7 separate regions of the Mus musculus genome follow, and all the other regions are linked to region 7. The links are chromatin contacts, called in public HiChIP or PLAC-seq and promoter capture Hi-C maps. All regions are on one chromosome and are shown on one strand. The core of a region is the stretch at or near the end of the contact, and the rest is flanking DNA. Distances in the headings are between cores, read along the strand shown. Region 1 holds the start of Iqank1 (IQ motif and ankyrin repeat containing 1). Region 2 holds the start of Scrib (scribbled planar cell polarity). Region 3 holds the start of Zc3h3 (zinc finger CCCH type containing 3). Region 4 holds the start of Naprt (nicotinate phosphoribosyltransferase). Region 5 holds the start of Zfp623 (zinc finger protein 623). Region 6 holds the start of Mafa (v-maf musculoaponeurotic fibrosarcoma oncogene family, protein A (avian)). Region 7 holds the start of Cyhr1 (cysteine and histidine rich 1).

Region 1 (2,700 bases), core at 171-2,670, 650 kb before region 7:
CCTCACAGAAGTCACACACGACCTTAAATGCCCTTACAATCATTCACTGGTACACATCGCCCCTTGACGATAGACGGGGCGGTGACCACTCCTATCAGCGATGAATCCAACAGCCTGCTCACTGACATCTGCCTATCCAAGTGGGGCCCTGCTTAAGGAAGGAGCCTATCCCACCCAAACCAGTGACTCAGCAGGAATTTTTTGTTCCTGACCTCCTACCTGAAGCTAGCCCCAGGCCCTTCACCACAAGTAGGGCAAGAAAATGACCCTTTCCTCTCCTGTCTGGCAGGAGGTAGTAGTGTTCCTGGGTCTGGAAGGGGGATCCATGGTTGAGGACCTTAGGCTACTACACAAAGAGGATGACAGGATGATTGTGATCAAGAAGGATTGGGGTTGTGGGGGACAAGAAGAACCTAGGAAGACCGGAAGTCGATGAATTATACAGCTTTCAGGTTAGGCACTGCAAGGCCCAAAGGTGTTACTGTACCCCAGGAAGTTAGCGGCTACCCAGGCCAGGTATCTTATCTGCCGATCCAGTCCAGGGATATGAGATCAGGAGTTAGGAGAGTCCAGTTTTCCCTGCCTTCCACACAAGGACCCAGCCCTAGACACCCCGGTTCATGGCGGCTCGGGGAGAGGCTCCGGGAAAGGTACAGGTCATGTCCTGACAATACCTAGGCCGCCAGAGCGAATCGCACTGTTCAGTCTCCTACTTGCCAGCGTGACCCTGGAAAATCCCTCACCCAGTGCCCCGGAGCGCAGTCTCCCTGTCTCCCACCCAGTCCCAAAGCACGCGCTCACTGCACCGCCCGGCCCAGGTCCAGAGACCAGACCCAGGTGGCACCGCGCGGAGGCCCGAGCCTCCCGTCCCGTGTGCCTCGCCCCGCCGTGCTGTGCCCGGCCCGCTCCGGGGCGGGAGCCCTACCTGGCCAGGTGAGCGGGGTTTCGGCACAGGGGCAGCAGGAGCCCACCGCCGCCCAGCGGCCTCGCGGTCCCGTCCGTCCGACAGCCACTCCCCGCCGCGGCCCGCCCGCCCGTTCGGCCTGATTCACGCGCCCGCCCCCGCCCCGCCCGCGCTCTGCCTCCTGCCTGTCCGGGCAGCACCTGGGCGGGGCGGCCCCACCCCGACGCGCCCGCATTCCTGCGCCCTCCGCGCCCCGGACCCCGGCCGCGATCCCGGGTTCCCAGTGTGGCTTCACTGGCGCCCCCAGCCCACACCCCAACCCCGACCCCTGAGCGCTCTGGTGGAGCCCCAGAGCTGCGCTCCGGACCCTGGCCAGCGCCGCTCCGGATTTCTAGAGCCTCGTCTTTCCGGACACTGAAGCCCCTTGAACCTATTTGAAAACCGATCGCTCAAAGCCCCTACTGCCGACCCCTGACCCTCGCCCCGGAAGTTGGGGTAACTCGGAAGTTCCGGCTTAGTCGCTAGGAAACTGGCCAGCTCGACGCGAGGGGCGGAGCTTCTGGCCTCTGTGTTGCGAGAGGCAGGTGAGGCAGGTGAGGTCTCAGACGGGGGGGGGGGGGGGGGGTGTTTGGGTACCCATCTCACTCAAGTGACCGCCCTACCGTTCGCAGACACACCTCTAGTTTCCCCAGTCCACTCCCCGCAGGCTCATCTTCGCGCATGAGACCGACAGCATAGGAACTCCACGGACCTCCCCACTCATTTGCCCAACCATAAAGGTTCCTGCGCACTCACCCGTACCCATGGGACCCCTCAGGCACAAGGGAATCTGGAGTGATCCGCCAGCAGAAGCCCCTCTGCCACACAGAATCCCGCAAACCAATCGTACCCCCCAAGTCCCCATCTCACATGAGGATCACTCTCTAAACTGCTCCAACAGTGTCGGTCCTGGCACCCACTGATCCTTTCCTGTGCAAACCAACTGAAGACACAAAGGTCCCGTCTTAATACATGCACATTAAAAGAGGCTGCACCCAAGATGCTGCAAGTACTGGATCCTCTACAGACAGGGAACCTCATGGTTGTATCGACCCCAACACATCACCCGTACACCTAAGGACTTAGTTCCTCCTAGAGCCCTAATCTACCCAGCCCTCCCTCCAACCCACTCCTCTACGCATGCCGTGCCCTGAACTCAGTCACATGTCCAAGCCAGCTTCCTACCTACCACTTCTCCTGTCCTAGATTCTCAGTGTCTGCCACCTGCCTGAACATTGTCCGTAAGACAGCTTACTTTCAGTCACTTTCTGGTCCTACTTTTAGGATAACATTTCATTAACTCCATCCCCAAATGCACTCTGGAGCCCTGCGGCCCCAGCCTAGTGGGTACATAAGTGTATGGAGTCAGCGATTGCACTACCCGCTTTCCTATTCATTGGCCCTGTGAGGGGTTCTAGGGCACTGGAAGACCCTACTAAAACAGGAGCGGAAAGTTCTTCCAAGAGGAGTGAATGGGGGGCCTGCCTTGTATACTAGGGAGAAGGGCATTGCTTCCAGAACCAGACAGCAGAGATTCCCAAGGCCAAGAAGGAAGAGGGTTTGCGGGTGGGGAGGGGCTGTGTTCAGCAGACCCACGTTGGCAGTAGTTGAAAGCAAGTCCGCAGAGCTCAGGCTGTTGAGCTTCTAGCCCAGCGATTTAGAGGATGGTGTTAGAACACAGAAGGACAGGCAGATCCAGAATTGTAGAGGACGGGGGTACCAGCATAAAGGGACACATCCTCTTGCTAGGTATCCTT
Region 2 (2,700 bases), core at 68-2,567, 590 kb before region 7:
AAGAAACAGAACAAAAAAAAAAAAGCAATAACAACAACAGGCACCAGAGAGAAACACAAGTGCAAAATGTCCAAGATTCACACACGGATACCATAAAGGTCTATGAAGAACACCCGCAACGCCACCAGCCGGCAAGAATATCAGACCACTGAGTCCCCTATCTCAGAAAAGTAAGTCCTACATAACCTGCCTCCTTTGGCCTTCCTTCTAGTGTGGCCTCAGAACAACAACAACAAAAAAAACCCCAAACAAACCCGACAGGAAGGAACACAGACAGTGAAAGGTGGGCTCTCCGCTGAGCGATGACAGAATAGATCTGACACTGCAAGTATCTTAGGAGAGTCCCACTCAGCACTGCAAACCTCTCCTCCCAAAACGAAGGCAGAACACAGTGCAAGAAAACCAACTTCCTACCCTTAAAGTAGCCCAACTAGCTTTAACAGTTGCTAACCCGGGTCGGTCTCGCACCCTGGACCCATCCTCCTCCTGTGCTCTCATGGGCTTCTCTGTTGGCTCCCCTTTTAGGTTCAGTATCTACTTAGTCCCCAGACAGGTTGCCACCAGGTGCCAACACCGGCGGCTGGAGGAGGGTGGGGCTGGCTGGGGCGGGGCTCTGACCAGTAGGAACCTGCAGGGCCGGCTGGAGGTTGCGGTGCCCAGCTCGGGCAGCGCCTGCTGAGATCTCGCTCCAGCCGGCTGCCCCAGAAGTCATACACCACCCCGAGAACTGAGCGCGGGGCAGCAGGTGCGGCGGCCGCTCACCTTAGGTAGCTCGCGCAGCTGGTTGGCGTCGAGGAGCAGCTCCTCGAGGCTACGACTGTAGCGGTAAATCTCCTCTGGCACAACCTGCAGCGAGCAGTGCCGCTTATCCACCGACTCCACGTGCCGGTTACAACGCCAGAGCGGGATGCACTTCAGCATGATGCGGGCGGGCAGTGAGCGCGGGCTCGGGAGGCGCTCGGCGGGCTCGGGCCGGGGGGCGGGGCTCGGCCCGCATGAGCGCCGAGCGCGGGCGGAGCGGCGCGCGCGGGGGTGGGGCGGGCAGCCGGGTCCCGGACTGTGGCCGGGGTCGGCGCTCGGCTCGGCCCGCGTTCAATACGAGCTGTAGGCTCCGACGGCGGCACACAGCTGGCAGCACGGCCTGACCCGGCAGCGCTTTCTTAGGCGCTGGGGGCGCGGCGGCGGCTCCGCATCCCGCCCGGCCTGCTCACCTAGCAGCTCATCCGCCCGCAGCACCGCAGCCGGAACCGCCGCCGCTGCCCGCGACAACCGCCCAGCCGCGCAGCCCGCCGGGAAGCCTAGGCCCGCCCTCTCTGCTCAAAACTACAGCTCCCAAAGGGCCACGCGGCGTGGCGTCTCCGACGACCCGTAGCGGTCTCGCGCGGGGCATGTCGGGATTTCCGGCCTCGCTCTGGCGTAACCCATACTAGCAGGTGTAACAACTCAGATGCCCGCCCGCCCACAAAATGCTCTCTTGGTCCTGGATCCTACAGATCTCAGGGCCAGACAGCTCTCAGAGCTATCCACGTGAGCAAGGCTGCAAGCCAGCACTCCCCACAAAGGAAGATAAAGCAAGGCCTGTCCACCCCGGTCCCTCCTGTTCACCCCTGCACAGCAGGCTGAACGCCCTCCTTGTCCCTGGTGCCTTGGAACCCTGATAAGACATTCCACACACAACCAGCTTGGGTCACAGGACCAATTTCAGACACAGGGACTTCAGGGCCAGTGGTATCTGCATCTTTATGTACACTACAGGGTGGGTTGGGCAGAGTGCCTGGTCCCAGGGACACACCACGGTTAACACTTTACAAAACCCAAAGGAAGGAAGGGGCAAGTGCAAGTCCAGGAAATGAGGCCAAAGTCACGCGGAGAGGTCGCTGTTATCAAAACGCTCCTGGTCATACACTTCAGCCACCACCTTGCGACCACCAAACCAGCGCCCATTGAGGGCCTGGATGGCCTTGTGAGTCTCTGAGGCCATGGAGAATTCCACAAAAATCTTGACGATGATTTCTGCATCTTCCTCTTCGCCCTGTTTTTCTTGATAGATAATGACCCGGTTCACAGCACCAAATTTGCCACACTCCTCTGTCACCTCTCCCTCCAGGTCGTCATCGATGTCCTTGGGGTCCACCATGTTTCGGAGAACCATCACTGTAGACTGTAGGAAAGACAATTGACTGCTGTGACTGTGGGAAAGACACCTGAATGCTGCGACCTATCACCCACTACTTCACATTCATACCGCCGAGAGCGGGCCTGGCACGAGCCCACCTACTTACCTCCTGTTTTCTGAGTAGCTTTTGCATGACCATGTGGCGAGCACTGCTGCCCGAGATGCTCATGTGCTCCTGCTCACTCAACATCTCTGGCCGTTCTGACTCAGGAAACAGCTCCTCCTCTTCCTTCTCCTTCTTGGGCTCCAACAGACCCAACGTTGGCGGGCTGGCGAGAATGGGGTTCACTACTCCCACAGAGGGGATGGTGACCGGAATAGGAGGGCGGGCTGGTGTCACACCTGCAGCAAAACCAACCGAGTTTAATAGCCACACATACACTCTCCTGTTTGGGAAAGAGTAAAGAGATGGTTGGCGATAGCCAGCCTGTCCTGGATTCAAGGGATTACACCGAAGTAAGTATGGGTTGGGAAGCTGAAGACAGACCCTAGAGGAGAGGGGAAAGGAATGGAAGAGAACCTGA
Region 3 (2,700 bases), core at 67-2,566, 810 kb before region 7:
TACCTAGGAGATGTGAATAAAAACAGCACCAATCAAGACTACTACCCCTACCCTAATACTCCAGACCTGCTCGCCTTGCTGACTTGAGAGCAGTCCTAAGTGACTGGAAACCATGTAAAGTTCAGTCCAAATCTCTAGGCTTGTCAATTCTGTGAGCACTTCTCCATCACTATTAGTATTTGGCTTGCTTATCCTGAAGATGGCAGCTTTTGTGGTATGACTGCTTCTACCCCCTGGCCTATGAGATCTACAATGTTCTGAGAGCAAGTGTCACTCCCTATACCAAAAAAAAAAAAACAAAAAAAACAAAAAACAAAAAACAAAAAAAACCAAAAAAAAAAACAAAAAAACAAAAAAAAACAGTCAGGGACCAGAAACCTGTGGTGCCTGGGTAAGAACTGGACAAGTCTTCCACTGAGGCCCTGTAGTTTACCCACTCACGGGGAAAATTGCAGGACTGCACCATAGTGCATAACTGTCTTCTCAGAACTGACGCTTCTCTAACCCAGTACGTGACAGACAGAAATAAAAAACAAAAAAACAAAAACACAATGATGACCCAACAGCTAACTAACATCATCTCCTACAGAAAAACACCTGATACCACCACCACAAGGATTTTCCAATGAAGTGACTCATGGAGCCCTGGAAGAAGAGTGAAGGAACGCCAGCAGGCTCGCTGGATCCCCAATAACCAAACACACACACACACAGGGCCTGCCTCGACCCTCGAATCCTGCCAGACACCTCCGGTCGGGTGTTAGGGAAACGCACGAAGTAGTCTCAAATAGGAAGGCCACTTGGACTCTCCTTAGGACATGCTTTTGTGGGGGAAACTTTGAAAACGATATGAACGCTTATAAAGACCAACTTGAGTCTAAACATTTGAAGCTGAAGCTGGTGCCTGGGTAGTCAGCCCTGAGTACGTGGGGGCTGTGCCTGAATCGAGCCAAAGGCACTCAACGGCAGCGGAAGAGAAACGCTTCCGAGCCAGCCGAACCTGGAAGTCGGCTGCCGCGACCACTCGCTGGTAAGACCACCGTGCTATCATCTCCTGACAGCCCCTTGGAGGCCCGGCCCGCTCCCTCGCCCCGAAGCCTGGCGGGTCTGTCACGCGAGGGCCGAACCCGACTCGGCCGCTCCGATGCCCACCCATGACGACCATCGGGAGACCGCAACCGACAGCACTCGCTTCGGAGAGGGTCTACGGCGATCACAAGAAACAAGGGAACACACGGCCCGACCGCAGCCAGCTCACCCTGCAGGAGGCGTATCTGCCGCCGCAGCTGCTCCTTTTCCTCCATCTCCGGAGTCCGCGACGCCTAGCCAGACCCCCTCGACGTCATCGCCGCGCGACTGGTCCCCGCAGGCGGGGAGGAGAGAACGCCGAACTTCACTATGCGTGGACACGGGGTTGGAAGGCACCGTCGCCCCGGCAACCCTGGAAGGACGCATGCGCAGAACGAGAAAAATCCGTCATCTTGAAGCGCCCGGAAGTGGCCCGCAATCTGGCTTCTGCACCAATTCCTGCGCATCATTTCCACCGCTGGGGGTTCCTCGGAAGACTTGGAGGAGATAGGTTGCTAACAGTTTCCCCTAGACCCAGGAATTCCTTTTATCAATTTATTTGTTTGAGACAGGATGTATTTCTGGCTGGAGAGAAACATAACTGGGGAACTCGCTATGTAGACTAGGCTGGCCTCGAACTTACGGAAGTTCTCTTTCCTCTGCCTCCGGACCTGGAATCAAAGGGATGCCATTTTAACGCCTTTGCTGCCGCAGCAGCACGAGAACAGCGAAAAGGAATCGGAGGCAATTTTTTTTTTCGGATGATTACAGGTGTTAAGAAAATTCTTGAGGGCATTTAGTAGGAAAGGCTGCAACCTCTAGAAAATACTGAAAAAAAAAAAAAACTCACGGTAGTTACCACGTGATCAGACAGTCCCACGTCTAGGTGTATAACCAACGCGTAGAAAACACCGATTCTAACATATTTGTATGTCATTATTTATAATAGCTAACCCGAATGACTGTTTACATGGAAATGGGATATTATCCAGTGATTTGTTTTGTTAGAGACAGAATCTCGCTATGTACCTCTGTCTGTCCTGGAATTCCCTATGTAGACCAGGCTGGCCTGGAACTCTCAGAAATCTGCCTGCCTCTGCCACCCAAGTGCTGCAATTAAGAGTGTGCCACTATGTAGGAATGTGCAGTATCTTTGGAGCCCTAAGGCCTCAAGTCCGGCCAAGCCTCTACCAGTGAGCTACATCTGCATAGTCTACTGTTACGCCTGAAAAAGAAGTTCTAGAAGCTGGGTTTGATAGTGAATACCTGTAAGACAAGCATTAAGAAGTGAGGGTAGGGGCTGGTGAGATGGCTCAGTGGGTAAGAGCACCCGACTGCTCTTCCGAAGGTCCGGAGTTCAAATCCCAGCAACCACATGGTGGCTCACAACCATCTGTAACAAGATCTGACTCCCTCTTCTGTAGTGTCTGAAGACAGCTACAGTGTACTTACTTACATATAATAAATAAATAAATCTTTAAAAAAAAAAAAAGAAGAAGTGAGGGTAGATAGCCGGGCAGGCCGGGCAGTGATGGGACACACATTTAATCCTAGCATTCTAGAGACAGGCAGGTGCTCTGGAGGCAAAGGCAGGAGGATCTCTGAGTTCAAGGCCAGCATAATCTACAGAGA
Region 4 (2,700 bases), core at 176-2,675, 760 kb before region 7:
CCCAACCAGTGCTACATGGGACCCTGACACAAAACAAAACAGTACTAACCGGGTCGGGGGGTACCTCACTACCCGAAAATGAAGTGACAAAGGAGTGGGCCAGGGTCCCTGCCACCGGTACACCTCTCAGTTGTCCAGCAAGTGTGTTGCTGCTGCTGTCAAAGCCTGGGTGAGAAGGCAGGTAGGCTTAGGGGACTCAGAATATGATGGAACCTCCCCTTCCCCAACCTATGCCTCTCCCAGGCCTCACCACCCAGGTAGCTGTAAATTGAGGCCGTGAAACCCCCGTCGGGACCCTGAGCTCGCCGCAAACCCATCTCTAGTAGTTTCTTATCCGGCCCTGCAATCAAGCGTAGCCGAGCAGCATTGGTGGCTACGAGGCTGTGGAGAGTAACAAGTCATGAGAACCCAAGTGAGGGTCACAAAGCCACCCCAGTGGGAGGGCTTAGATAACCCCAGCGCTTCTATTGCCTGTACCTCTCAGGGACTCCGCTCACCTAGCGTAGCTGACCAGACACAGCAGTGGAGTCTCTAGCAGCTGTACCAGAAGAAGAGGCCCGGACACCTGCAGAAGCGGCACCTGTGGGGCGAGTGATCAGCTCCACAGTGGAACCTCCTGGGCCACCCCACTCTTCCTAACACACCCAGCTCACAAGGCACTCACACCAGGGAAGGCGAGGGAACCCTCTGGCAGAGCCCGCACGGTCACCCCAGAGCAATCAAGGGCTCGAAGGTGCTCGAAGAACGCAGGGTCAGTGTCTGGGGGTAGTACCGAAGCCAGGAACTGCACATCTGGAGCGACAGAGAACACATGTAGCCTGGGAAAGGACTCTGCCAGGCAAGTAAAAGTCCCCTCAGAGGTCAGGGGCACATTGAGAGGGTACAGGAGATTCGTTCGTGAGGGAGCGGGGATTTTCTTCCAGTCAGAGGAGTACGGTACGGGTGCTGGTCGCGGAACTACCTGCATCCCGCAGACGGAAGGCGCGAAGAAAGCGCATACAGTCCTGCAAGCCAGCGGAAAGGGCGAAGGAGCCTCCGAAAGGGCAGTGGCGGAAGAAGAGCTCGAACTCTGCTGCCTCGCACGCCCGGCCCGCACGCCAGTAGCCCAGCGCCATGGTAGCCTGATAGAGGTCGGTGAGCAGCGGCCGCACCACCATGCGCCCCTCGCTGTCCAGCTCCATCTCCATTCCGCGGGGTACACAGGCTCCCGACTAATGGCGCCCTACTCCACCCCCTACGGCACTGGTCCAGAGAACCAACTCACACGAAAGGAGGGCCTTTCCCGGCAGAAGTGGGCGGAGCGAGCCGCCTAATCTGCTAGTAGTTGCAGGGACTCAAACCAGCAAGATAGGCGACTGGCACACCCCCATCCCAGTCTCCTGGACTCCAACTAGCCGCTTGCCCCTCAGAATGGTTCTTACGTTTTGGAACTCAACTACTGGCACCAAAGGCAAAACAACTTAAAAGGGCGGGAGCGCTTGCGAAGGTTGTACTTTACCCTGGCCTCTTGCCCCTGACCAGGGAGGAGCAATCAGGGCTTCATTACAGCTGCAAGCAGCGTCATGGGAAGCTGAGAGCCCCCTAGAGGTCAGTGCTGCCTTTCAGGTGTGTGGGAACCCAAGCACCAGCATAGGGGAGGTTTGTTCAAGCCAGCAGCCAGGATTGCAGTGAGTCAATGCCCTAGGACAGTTTATGGTAGTAATGTCAACCCCAGCATTAGGAAGGCAGAGGCAGGTGGTTCTCTAAACTGACAAGGATATACAGCAAAATTTATTCTCAAAAAAAAAAAAAAAGTGTAGGTGTTTTTGTACTGCAGGCAGATATGCATGCCCAGAGGCCAGAAGAGGGTATCAGGTATCCAGGAACTGGAGTTACAGCTGGTTTGTAAGTTTCCATGTGGTTGCTGGGAATGAGCCCCATCTTCCAGAATAGTGTTCTTAACTGCGAAGTCATCCTTGCCCAGGTGACAGTTTTTTGTTCAGGTCCCACAGGAAAAGTCTAAAACTTTTGAGGGGGAGGGCTACATTGTTTCCTGGTGACTAGGGGCCATGATGAACAACACTGACAGGAATCAGCCACACTTGGTACACTTTCTCAACTTAGATGTTCGCAGGATTTCACGAGCACTATCGTCCCAATACCACCAATACCCAAGCACTGACAAGGGGTTTTAGGGGAGCGGGCAGACAAAATTCCATACAGTACAGCTGGCTGTCCATATTCTAACCATCCCAGAATATATAAAGAGGATGTATCCCTCCAGAGGTAAGGAGTGTGAAGAGGAGTGTTAGACTGGGTCTAGGTGTACACGGTGACAACAGCAGGGACAGGAGAGACACGGTGGACAAATGTGGACCTAATAGATTGTTTCTGGGACAAGTATGAGCCAGAGCCCACAGAGCGCTGTACACCAAGTAACACAAGAGGCGGAGTGCAGAGTCTCAGTCTTTAATCTCAGCAGGTCCTCACACACATGAAACCACACTCTCTCGGACATTCAGATCTTGTTGAAAGCTGCGATGTCGACACTCTGCACCTGTGGATGGAGACAAAGGGCGCTGCTGCTGCAGGCTGCCGCCTAGGGCAAGTTCATGTTCCACAGTGGATGTGGGGTGGCAGGAGCCAGTGTCCCGGGCCCATCCGGTCTCCCCTACCCCTGTGCCCATGCCCACTTACATGCTCCTCAAATTTGGTGATCTC
Region 5 (2,700 bases), core at 33-2,532, 720 kb before region 7:
AAAGATGGCCTAGTCGGCCATCACTGCAAAGAGAGGCCCATTGGACTTGCAAACTTTATATGCCCCAGTACAGGGGAATGCCAGGGCCAAAAAGGGGGAGTGGGTGGGTAGGGGAGTGGGGGGGGGTATGGGGACTTTTGGTATAGCATTGGAAATGTAAATGAGCTAAATACCTAATAAAAAATGGAAAAAAAAAGATTCTGGGATTCAGGTTAGCTGAGGCTGAAGAATCAGCTGTAATGAACAAGATACCAGGACTACTAAAGTGAAACCTTTGCTTTGCTGTGATACTCGATGCTGGTCAGCTACAGCTGAAGAATTAGTAGTGATTAAGAAGAAACTAGCATCATTGAGGTAAAAACTTTCTAAGTATTTCCTAAGAGCTACACAGAAGCTGTGTTCCAGAAGCAGCCAAGGTTGTCCCTCATGCTGGCAGCTGAACTTGGTAGCATAAGAGTCACCCAGGTGGTACTTACTGGTTTTGAAGACATGAACAGTTCATGGAGGGCAGCTGAGGCTTGGCACTGTGCAGTTTCAGTGGCAGATTTTTTAAAAACAGGATATAAAATATAGAGATAAACCCACACAATTTTTTTTTTTTTTTTGTTAAGACCTAGATGACTCTTAAGGTTGTACCTTCCACGAGGCTGAAGAGATTCCTTGGGGTTAAGATCAAGCAGTTGGTTGGTGCTCTTCCAAAGGATCCTGGTTTGATTTCCAGCACCCACATGGCAGCTAAGAACTGTGTCTATAATCCCATTTCCAGGAGAATATAATGCCCTCTTCTGGCCTCCAGGAGCACCAAGCACACATATGGTGAACAGACATACACACATGCAAAACACTAAAACACACAATAAAATAAAGTTCTGCCTCCATCAGTGAGTGAGCTTGGCATTCTAGGCTCACACCTGACTTTGCAAAGTTGTAAAATAAACTGCCTCGATTTCACTACTCTGAGTCTCCAGTGGTTTATTACAAAGATGTTGTGTCATAGGCACAGCGGCTCAAAGTTGTCTTTCCACCATAGGCATACACACATAAGATAATGATAAAGATGTTCTAAACGCTCAAAGCTAAAACCAAAAGCTACATACAGAACCATCACTAACAACCAACAAGAAATCTTTACTAAAAGCTCTCTAAAGAGCCTGCCTTTCCCAGCTCTTCCAGGGAAGTCTGACGACATCTACTGCCTAGCTTCGCCGCTAATCCCACACCCACGTGCGCAAACAGGGCTCTCAGCCACCGCGTCTGCGCACTGGGTCCTCCGGCTGACCGCAGGAATCTGGCCCGGAAGTCTGTGACAGGGAGACGGCCCCGGCCCCCATTCTTATCCTAGAGTGCCTACGGATGTCCTCCGGGCGGAGCCTCGGGCAGTTTCCGGCCGGGGCGTGCGGCAGCGGTGCGGGCTTTGTGGCCGCCCGGGGTTACCCGCCTGGATGCTGCTCGGCTTGGTTCCGCGCCGTCCTCTCGCCGCCGAGCTCCGGGTGAGTGAGGCGGAGCGGCTCGCGCGGGTGGGCGGGCTCGTGACCGGCGGGGCTCAGCGAGTTGGTTGGTGTCCCGGGCCGGCTGCACTTCGCTTTGGCCTCTGTCCGTAGCTCCTCGCTTGGTTCGGGCCGGAGCCTTGCGTCTCCTCGCCGAGCTGCGGGCGGTAGATGCATGGACCGATCGTCCGCAGACATCGAGGCCCTCGAGGGTTGCACACTCGGCCTCGGCGCCTGCAGGTCGGGCCCCCGGATGGCTGCTTGAAGGCTAAGCCGCTCAGGTGATGGAATGCAGGTGCGCGCCACGCTGCTCTTCGGCTTGGACCTTGCCCTCCTGCCTTCTGCCTTCCCTCAGTCCTTTCGGCCTCTGTCCGAGGGGATGCAGTGCAGGCACCCCAGTGCTTCAGGGGTTGAAGATAATATGTGTGTTGGACAGAATCAGCTCCGTATGTCATGAAGGAGGATTCTTAGGTGGGGTGAGGTGTCATACAAGCTGTTCTATTCCATGAAGTGTCTGAGTCAACGTCTATGACATCTCTGTGATAATGCCAGGGACATTTAGTCCTCTTTGCACCCGGCCCCACCGTGGTCCAGGAGTCCCCAGGGCTTGAGTGCTATGCTAGAGGTTTCCCGGGATATTAGCAGAAGAACAGTTCTAAACTCAAGTAGTTTTCCAGGTGGAGAGCTGATATTCACAATCGCCCTGTGCTCTTCTAGACATCGTTCCTTTGAGACCCATTACAATGAAAGAAACAAATGTCTTCTGATCACGAAGAAATCAGACTCCCCATGCCCCTCGCGCGCGCGCGCGCACACACACACACACACACACACACACACACACACAAACAAACATATACACATCAAGTTTTAAGGCAGAGAGCAGACCTTTGTTCCTGTCACGGATGTGGCATTGTATCTGTTTTAATACTTGGCATAATGATGGCATTCTTTTTTCATATGGGAGGTATAGAGAAACCTCACAAGCCAACACATGCAGCTATGGACACTCCTGGAGCCTTGGGGGTGGATTTCTGGTTCTGGAATGCGTTGGAGGATGATATAGAGAGAGGGTAGACCTGGGAAAGTACCCCCACTCCCCTACAAGACTTATGGTCTGATCTGGAAGTGGACGGGATGCCAGAGAAGCAGTGGGCTAGAACAAAGTGGTGTCTCTGAAGTAAATCACAGAGCCCTCTGACTGCTCTGTTGG
Region 6 (2,740 bases), core at 23-2,522, 910 kb before region 7:
TCTCGCTCTCCAGAATGTGCCGCTGCTGCACCCGCTTGAAGCGGCACGACTGCGCGTAGCCGCGGTTCTTGAGCGTGCGCCGCTTCTGTTTCAGTCGGATGACCTCCTCCTTGCTGAAGCCGCGGAGCTGCCGGTTCAGCTCCCGCACGGACATGGATACCAGCTGGTCGTCGGAGAAGCGCTCCTCCAAGCGCACGTGGTGGCCTGCGCCGCCTCCGCCGTGACCCGCGCCTCCGCCGTGGTGGCCAGAGCCTCCGTGGTGGTGATGGTGGTGATGGTGATGGTGGGCAGAGTGATGATGGTGGGCAGTGTGGTGTGCGCCGTGGTGGTGGCCGGCACCCATGTCGTCCGCGCCGCCGCCGCCCGCGAAGCTCTGACCCCGGAAGGCCTCATAGGCCGCAGCAGCCGCCGGGTGATGCGCGCCGTGGTGCGCGCCGTGGTGGCCGCTGCCGATGAGCGCCTCCACCGCGTCCTCCGGCGTCAGGTTGAGCGCCTCGGGGTTCAGGTGGTGCTGGTACCCGCTCATCCAGTACAGATCCTCCAGCACCGCTTTTCCTGAGGCGCCCCCGACAGTGCCGGGGCCTCCACTCGGCGGCCCCGGGGCGCCCCCGGCCTGAGCCGCGCTGCCCCCGCCGCCCGCGCCGCCGCCTGTGCCCGGGCTGGGTGCGCAGAAGCTGGGCGAAGAGGGCACCGAGGAGCAGGGCGTGCTGAGGGGCGTCGAGGACAGCGAGCCGGGCGGCAGGCGGTGGCAGAAGCGCTCGGCCTCGGGCGGCTCCTTCTTCACCTCGAACTTCATCAGGTCGAAGTCGTTGACGTACTCGATGGCCAGTGGGCTGCTGGGCAGCTCTGCGCCCATCGCCAGCTCCGCGGCCATCGCCCGGGGCCCCAGCCCCGCCGCCGCGCCCGGCCGCGCCCCGACGGGCGGCGGGGGAGCGTGGGGGGAGCCGCGGGCCTCTCTCCCCCTAGCTCCCCCCCGGGCCGCGGTGGGCTCAGGCTCTGGTCGCGCCGCCGAAGGGCGCAGCAGCAAAAGTTTCCTGCTGTCAACTCTGGGCTGTGCTCAGGGGACGCCGCCGGCCAGGCCTCTCGGGTGGCCCCCCGGCCCGCTACGAGCGGGCGCAGGGCCCCCAATCCTGCCCTCCTCCTCCTTCTGTTCCTCCGCGGTCCTGGCCTGGAGGGTGCAGAGGCCGCGCCCCGGGCTCAGCCGCGCTCCGGGCTCTCCCGCCCGGCCCCGCCCCGCGCCCCACCCGCGCTGCCGGCCGGCCCCGCCTCCCTCGGCCCGGCGCAGAGCCGCACAAGCCTTTATAGAGACGCGCTTCTGGGCCCGCCTCCCCAGGTGGGGGCCGACGCCCCCGGGCCAATCGGAGCCCCAGACCTGCCGCCCTCATTTGCCTATCCCCATGGCAACCCGGAGCCCAGCTGTCAATCTCCTGCGGGAAACAGCTGTGGGAAGGGGTGGGGAAGGGCCGTCGGCAAGAGGAGTGGGCAGGGCCCCCTGGTGGCCGCCGCATGGGACTGCACAGCAGAGGGCGCGAGACCAAGTGGCAGATTCTGAGGTTCCAGGATCGTAAAGCCAGAGAGTGCAGGGAAGCTGAGGAGGCCCTCGTCCAGGGTACTCCTTCGGTGTCTCAGATCCATTAGGTGGTCTAGCTGGCTGTGTCCCGCACCAGGCCCAAGTGGCCTGGAGTCTCCAGAATGGGGACCTCTAACTATCCTGACACCGGTGACTCCCGAGCTGCCCGGGAGCGCCAGCTATTTTTATCCTGTGGTTGGGATGGGTTCAGGAATTCAGTCAACAAAGTTGCTGGCACCTCGGGCGGCGGGATGCACGGTGGAACCGCAGGCCTCTGAGCGTTGTGGTAGGTGGAGTGGGACAGACGCCTGTGGCCACCACGGGGCTAGAGGAGCAGGTCTCGGGTACTCCCTGCGTAGAGAACCCATTTCTCTGAATTGAATTCATGGGGCTGATGGGTCTGGACGCCTGCAGAAATGCCCACAAGGAATCTCAGACCCAGCTGCCCACCAGGGCGGTTTGGAGGAGCCTTGCTGGGTGGGGGCAAGTTGGAGTGACAAGTGGCAAGCAGATTGCCACCGTCACACTTGCTGAATGTCTCTACACACCTAGTAGGAGGCCGCTTCCGAGCAAAAGAAAGCCACAAGGACAACAGGGAGGGTGGGTGACAAGATGTGAGTTCTGTGACACCCTCCCCTCCCCTCCCTCCTCCAGAATTCCAGATCCCAACCGAAGATAGAAAGGGCGTGCATTCACGAACAACAGCTGGATGTGACCCAGAGTGCGGTTTTCTCCTCTCTGTTATCTATAATCTTATATGCCGTTGACTATTAAAAATAATAGACGGGCAATGGTGGTGCAGGCCTTTAGCCCCAGCTCTCCCAAGACAGGAAGATTTCTGGGAGTTCAAGGCCAGCCTGGTCTACAGAGCAAGTCCCAGGACAGCCAAGTCTGCACAGAGAAATCTTGCCTCGAAAAACTAAAAATCAATCAATCAGTCAATCAATCAATCAATCAATCAATCGATTCTTAAATATAAACCATTTGTGCACAAGGTGGAAAAAGTTTGAAAGGGTATTCACAGGATACCTATCCAGGATGTCATGGTGCCAAGGGCTTTGCCTACTCCCTCTACAGGTGCCTGCTATTTCACAGGGGATGCCTGGCAGCTAGGAGCAAATAGCTCCCAGCTCCTTCCCTCAGTGTCCAGACACTCCTCACCTTCATATT
Region 7 (2,700 bases), core at 162-2,661:
TAGCTCCTGAAAGTACAAAGAAAGCTGACAAGAGACTCTGCTCTGTTTTTCAAAGAGGCTGGGAACTGAGGCAGAAAGACCAGGGGAAGGTGGACAGACATTTCCCACTGAACCAGAGGTCTGCTCTCTTTTACCTGGAAGAGGACATGTTAGACCCACACAGACCAGGACTCTGAGACTGACTGGCATGCTGGGTCTTCAAGTGGGAAGGCAGGACAAAGTTCCTGGATACTGGCAACCTTGGAAGCCAGCTTGGTATGGGTGAGGTGGCCCCGAATAGAAATACTGGCTAGGCTGGGGCAGGAGAAAGTACCCTGACAGTAAAGTTTGTTGCGGATTGCTTCCTCCAGATCAGAACTGAGAAGGGATGAGAGGCCCTCCTTTCTTCCAGGTCTTCAGAAGGACACAGGACTGACTCCCCAGGGCACAAAAGAAGATTTACTTAGTTGTTCAGATATGGAAGGACACTTTTGGGGGTGTGGCTGCCAGAATTGGAGCCCTGTCTCCAGGAAAGAAGTTTCTTCACCCAGGGGTCTAGAAGTGAGGGACAGTATTGATGAGCAGTAGAAAAGGGTGGGTACCTGTTCACAGATCTCTACATGGTCAGCTGAAAAGAATGTGGAATCTATCAAGGAGGCACCCTGGAGGAACCAGAAGGTGAAGAGATCTACGGAGGAGAATGGAAATTCAGACTGGGGAGTAAAGGGTACCATCGAACACAGAAAATGAGATTCAGAGCAAGAAAGGATAAGGAGCCTCGAGAGACAGGAGCGGGGTTTCGTAGACCTGGAAGGTGGATGTTTGGATAGGAAGGATTCCCGGCCACCGGCCACAGGCCTCCAGGCAACGCGGCGCCGGGCCGGGCCGGCGGCCCTACCTGGTACACGGAAGCCTTGGGCAGGTCCAGGCACACGGTGCAGCACAGCACCGAGTAGAGACGCTCCTCCAGCTTTCCACTGCCCGCTGCCACTGCCGCCGCCGCCGCCTCGGCTGCCTCGGCCGCCCGCAGCCGCTTCTTGGGCGGCGCGTCGGGGTCGCCGGCCGCCTCTTGCAGCTGCCGAGCGCCGGCCAGGGCCGCCTCGTCCGGGATCCCGGGCCCCGCCGCCTCGCCCAGAGCCGCCGCAGCCGGCCCCGCGGCAGCCCCAGGCCCGGCCCCTACCCCGACCCCGGCCGGCACGGCACCCGCGGGCCCTGCAGCCGGGCCACCCCCGCCGGCCTCCTCGGCGCCGGACATCACGGCCGGCCGGCCCGGCGGGCGGGTGCCGGCGCGCTCGCCGGCTGGAAGTTAGGGTCGCCGCGCGCCCTTGCCGGCTTCTCACTGCCGCGGCGACCCCGCAGCCTGCCCACCGTGCAGCTGCCTCAGTGGGCCTGGCCCGCCCGTCGGCCCGCAGCCGCCCCGGCCACCAACCCCGGCGCGGCCGCCATCTTTGTTTTCGCTGCGGACCCCCCCCCCACGCCACCGCCCCCTCGCCCTCCTGATCACGTGGGCCTCGCGCAAGCCAATGGAAGCGCCGCGAGGGCCAAGACGACGCGGCGGCCACCTCCAATGGACGAGCGAGGACGCCAGAGAGCCCACCCACCCTCGAAGGTGAACAGAAGGGGGTGGGGTCCAGGAGGGGATCCGGAGAAGGGCGGGGGGTGGGGGGATTTGGGGAGTCCGCCCTTGGAGAGGTACCATCAGCTTCGGGGTCTGGAGAGGCCCCCAGACTTCAGACTCCTCGAGAGTGCAAAGCGCCCCTAAGCCTCCCATGTCGCGCTCGCGCGCGGGGGGTGGGGGGGGATGCCTGTGCCAATGTGTACAGAAATTCGGGCTTGTGTGTGCAAGGCTCTGGCCTAGCTGACCGGAGTATTAGAGCAGGATCTTGAAAAACGCACCTACCACCACTCTTGCGCGACGGTATAAAGGTCAACAAGATGCAAGTACAGGAACAGCGAAGGATTATTGGGTTCACTCCCTAACCCACCTCTTTCGTCCCAACCTCAGAGTTGGAGAAAGAAAGAGTTGGAGTAGAAGAAAGAAAGAGTTGGAATAGAAGAAAGAGGGGGTTTTAAGTTATAAGGTATGTCTTGCACAGACAAGAGGGTGTCAAACAGGTAGTAATCAAGTCAGTCCAGAGAGATGTGCAATTTCTGGGAATCGCTGAGGGTATAGCACTCTTCTGCCCTTTATGAAAACAGCCATCAGTTTGTGAAGGTCATTGCCCCAGAGGGCCACCTGCCAGGTCCACCAAGGATATATGCAAATTTACTGTGTCCCAGGAAACCAAGGCCCAAAACTCTCTTCTCACGGGAAGTTGGTTTTTTTTTTTCTCTTTTCTTTTTTAAAAATGTTTTTCTTTCTTCTTTTTCTTTTCTTTCTTTCTTTTTTTGATACAGGGTCTCACTATATGTTGCACTGGCCATTCTGGAACTCACTATGTAGGCCAGCCTGGCCACCCACAACTCACAGAGATCTGCTTGTCTCTGCCTCCCAACTGGAATTAAAGACCTGCACCACCATGCCTGGCACTCTGGGGGTTCTCTTGGCAAGTCTACCAGGATGCCAAAGTGAATAATACCTTCTGCTACTTACAGCCCATCCCCCACTCCTTTACTCAGGGAAATCACCTTACAGGCCTTAGGAAGCTAGCTCAAGAATAAACAAATTCCATACTCCTGTATATTCCTTACGTTTATTGGAAATCAGGTCTCTGACTCACA

Evidence for each region. Promoter capture Hi-C pulls out the DNA fragments that hold promoters and counts their contacts. HiChIP or PLAC-seq counts read pairs in DNA pulled down with a chosen protein or histone mark.
Region 1: an HNF4G HiChIP or PLAC-seq map of pancreatic cancer cells shows a contact between it and region 7. The contact joins the promoter of Iqank1 here to the promoter of Cyhr1 in region 7. A contact is called at or near these places in 2 of 115 datasets of contacts at active chromatin or transcription factors (bone marrow-derived macrophages and pancreatic cancer cells).
Region 2: an H3K4me3 HiChIP or PLAC-seq map of bone marrow-derived macrophages shows a contact between it and region 7, with 3 times the contacts expected there. The contact joins the promoter of Scrib here to the promoter of Cyhr1 in region 7. A contact is called at or near these places in 1 of 484 Hi-C or Micro-C datasets (neutrophils), 2 of 115 datasets of contacts at active chromatin or transcription factors (bone marrow-derived macrophages and pancreatic cancer cells) and 1 of 9 other capture datasets (liver).
Region 3: a contact with region 7 is called in a promoter capture Hi-C map of pre-B cells, with 3 times the contacts expected there. The contact joins the promoter of Zc3h3 here to the promoter of Cyhr1 in region 7. A contact is called at or near these places in 1 of 39 promoter capture datasets (pre-B cells) and 1 of 484 Hi-C or Micro-C datasets (B cells).
Region 4: a contact with region 7 is called in a FOXA1 HiChIP or PLAC-seq map of pancreatic cancer cells. The contact joins the promoter of Naprt here to the promoter of Cyhr1 in region 7. A contact is called at or near these places in 2 of 39 promoter capture datasets (erythroid cells and liver), 3 of 115 datasets of contacts at active chromatin or transcription factors (bone marrow-derived macrophages, microglia and pancreatic cancer cells) and 2 of 9 other capture datasets (liver and macrophages).
Region 5: an H3K4me3 HiChIP or PLAC-seq map of bone marrow-derived macrophages shows a contact between it and region 7, with 2.3 times the contacts expected there. The contact joins the promoter of Zfp623 here to the promoter of Cyhr1 in region 7. A contact is called at or near these places in 2 of 115 datasets of contacts at active chromatin or transcription factors (bone marrow-derived macrophages and embryonic stem cells).
Region 6: an HNF4G HiChIP or PLAC-seq map of pancreatic cancer cells shows a contact between it and region 7. The contact joins the promoter of Mafa here to the promoter of Cyhr1 in region 7.

The regions. Positions count from the first base shown.
Region 1 is chr15:76,008,449-76,011,148 of GRCm38.p6, forward strand. Iqank1 (IQ motif and ankyrin repeat containing 1) reads left to right here and starts at 1,421. Exons shown (of 14, transcript NM_001370920.1): 1 at 1,421-1,497. It overlaps Fam83h (family with sequence similarity 83, member H), which reads right to left and starts at 1,050. Exons shown (of 5, transcript NM_001168253.1): 1 at 926-1,050.
Region 2 is chr15:76,068,467-76,071,166 of GRCm38.p6, forward strand. Scrib (scribbled planar cell polarity) reads right to left here and starts at 1,318. Exons shown (of 36, transcript NM_001310543.1): 1 at 763-1,318. The coding sequence starts at 921. It overlaps Puf60 (poly-U binding splicing factor 60), which reads right to left. Exons shown (of 12, transcript NM_028364.2): 11 at 2,283-2,518; 12 at 1,716-2,161. The coding sequence ends at 1,862.
Region 3 is chr15:75,840,592-75,843,291 of GRCm38.p6, forward strand. Zc3h3 (zinc finger CCCH type containing 3) reads right to left here and starts at 1,317. Exons shown (of 12, transcript NM_172121.1): 1 at 1,259-1,317. The coding sequence starts at 1,304.
Region 4 is chr15:75,893,056-75,895,755 of GRCm38.p6, forward strand. Naprt (nicotinate phosphoribosyltransferase) reads right to left here and starts at 1,426. Exons shown (of 13, transcript NM_172607.3): 1 at 962-1,426; 2 at 665-792; 3 at 498-580; 4 at 251-381; 5 at 50-165. The coding sequence starts at 1,187. Eef1d (eukaryotic translation elongation factor 1 delta (guanine nucleotide exchange protein)) reads right to left here. Exons shown (of 10, transcript NM_029663.2): 9 at 2,677-2,700; 10 at 1,741-2,536. The coding sequence ends at 2,498.
Region 5 is chr15:75,939,670-75,942,369 of GRCm38.p6, forward strand. It overlaps Zfp623 (zinc finger protein 623), which reads left to right and starts at 1,283. Exons shown (of 2, transcript NM_030199.3): 1 at 1,283-1,490.
Region 6 is chr15:75,747,049-75,749,788 of GRCm38.p6, forward strand. Mafa (v-maf musculoaponeurotic fibrosarcoma oncogene family, protein A (avian)) reads right to left here and starts at 1,273. Exons shown (of 1, transcript NM_194350.2): 1 at 1-1,273. The coding sequence starts at 874.
Region 7 is chr15:76,655,483-76,658,182 of GRCm38.p6, forward strand. Cyhr1 (cysteine and histidine rich 1) reads right to left here and starts at 1,412. Exons shown (of 4, transcript NM_001357882.1): 1 at 878-1,412. The coding sequence starts at 1,234.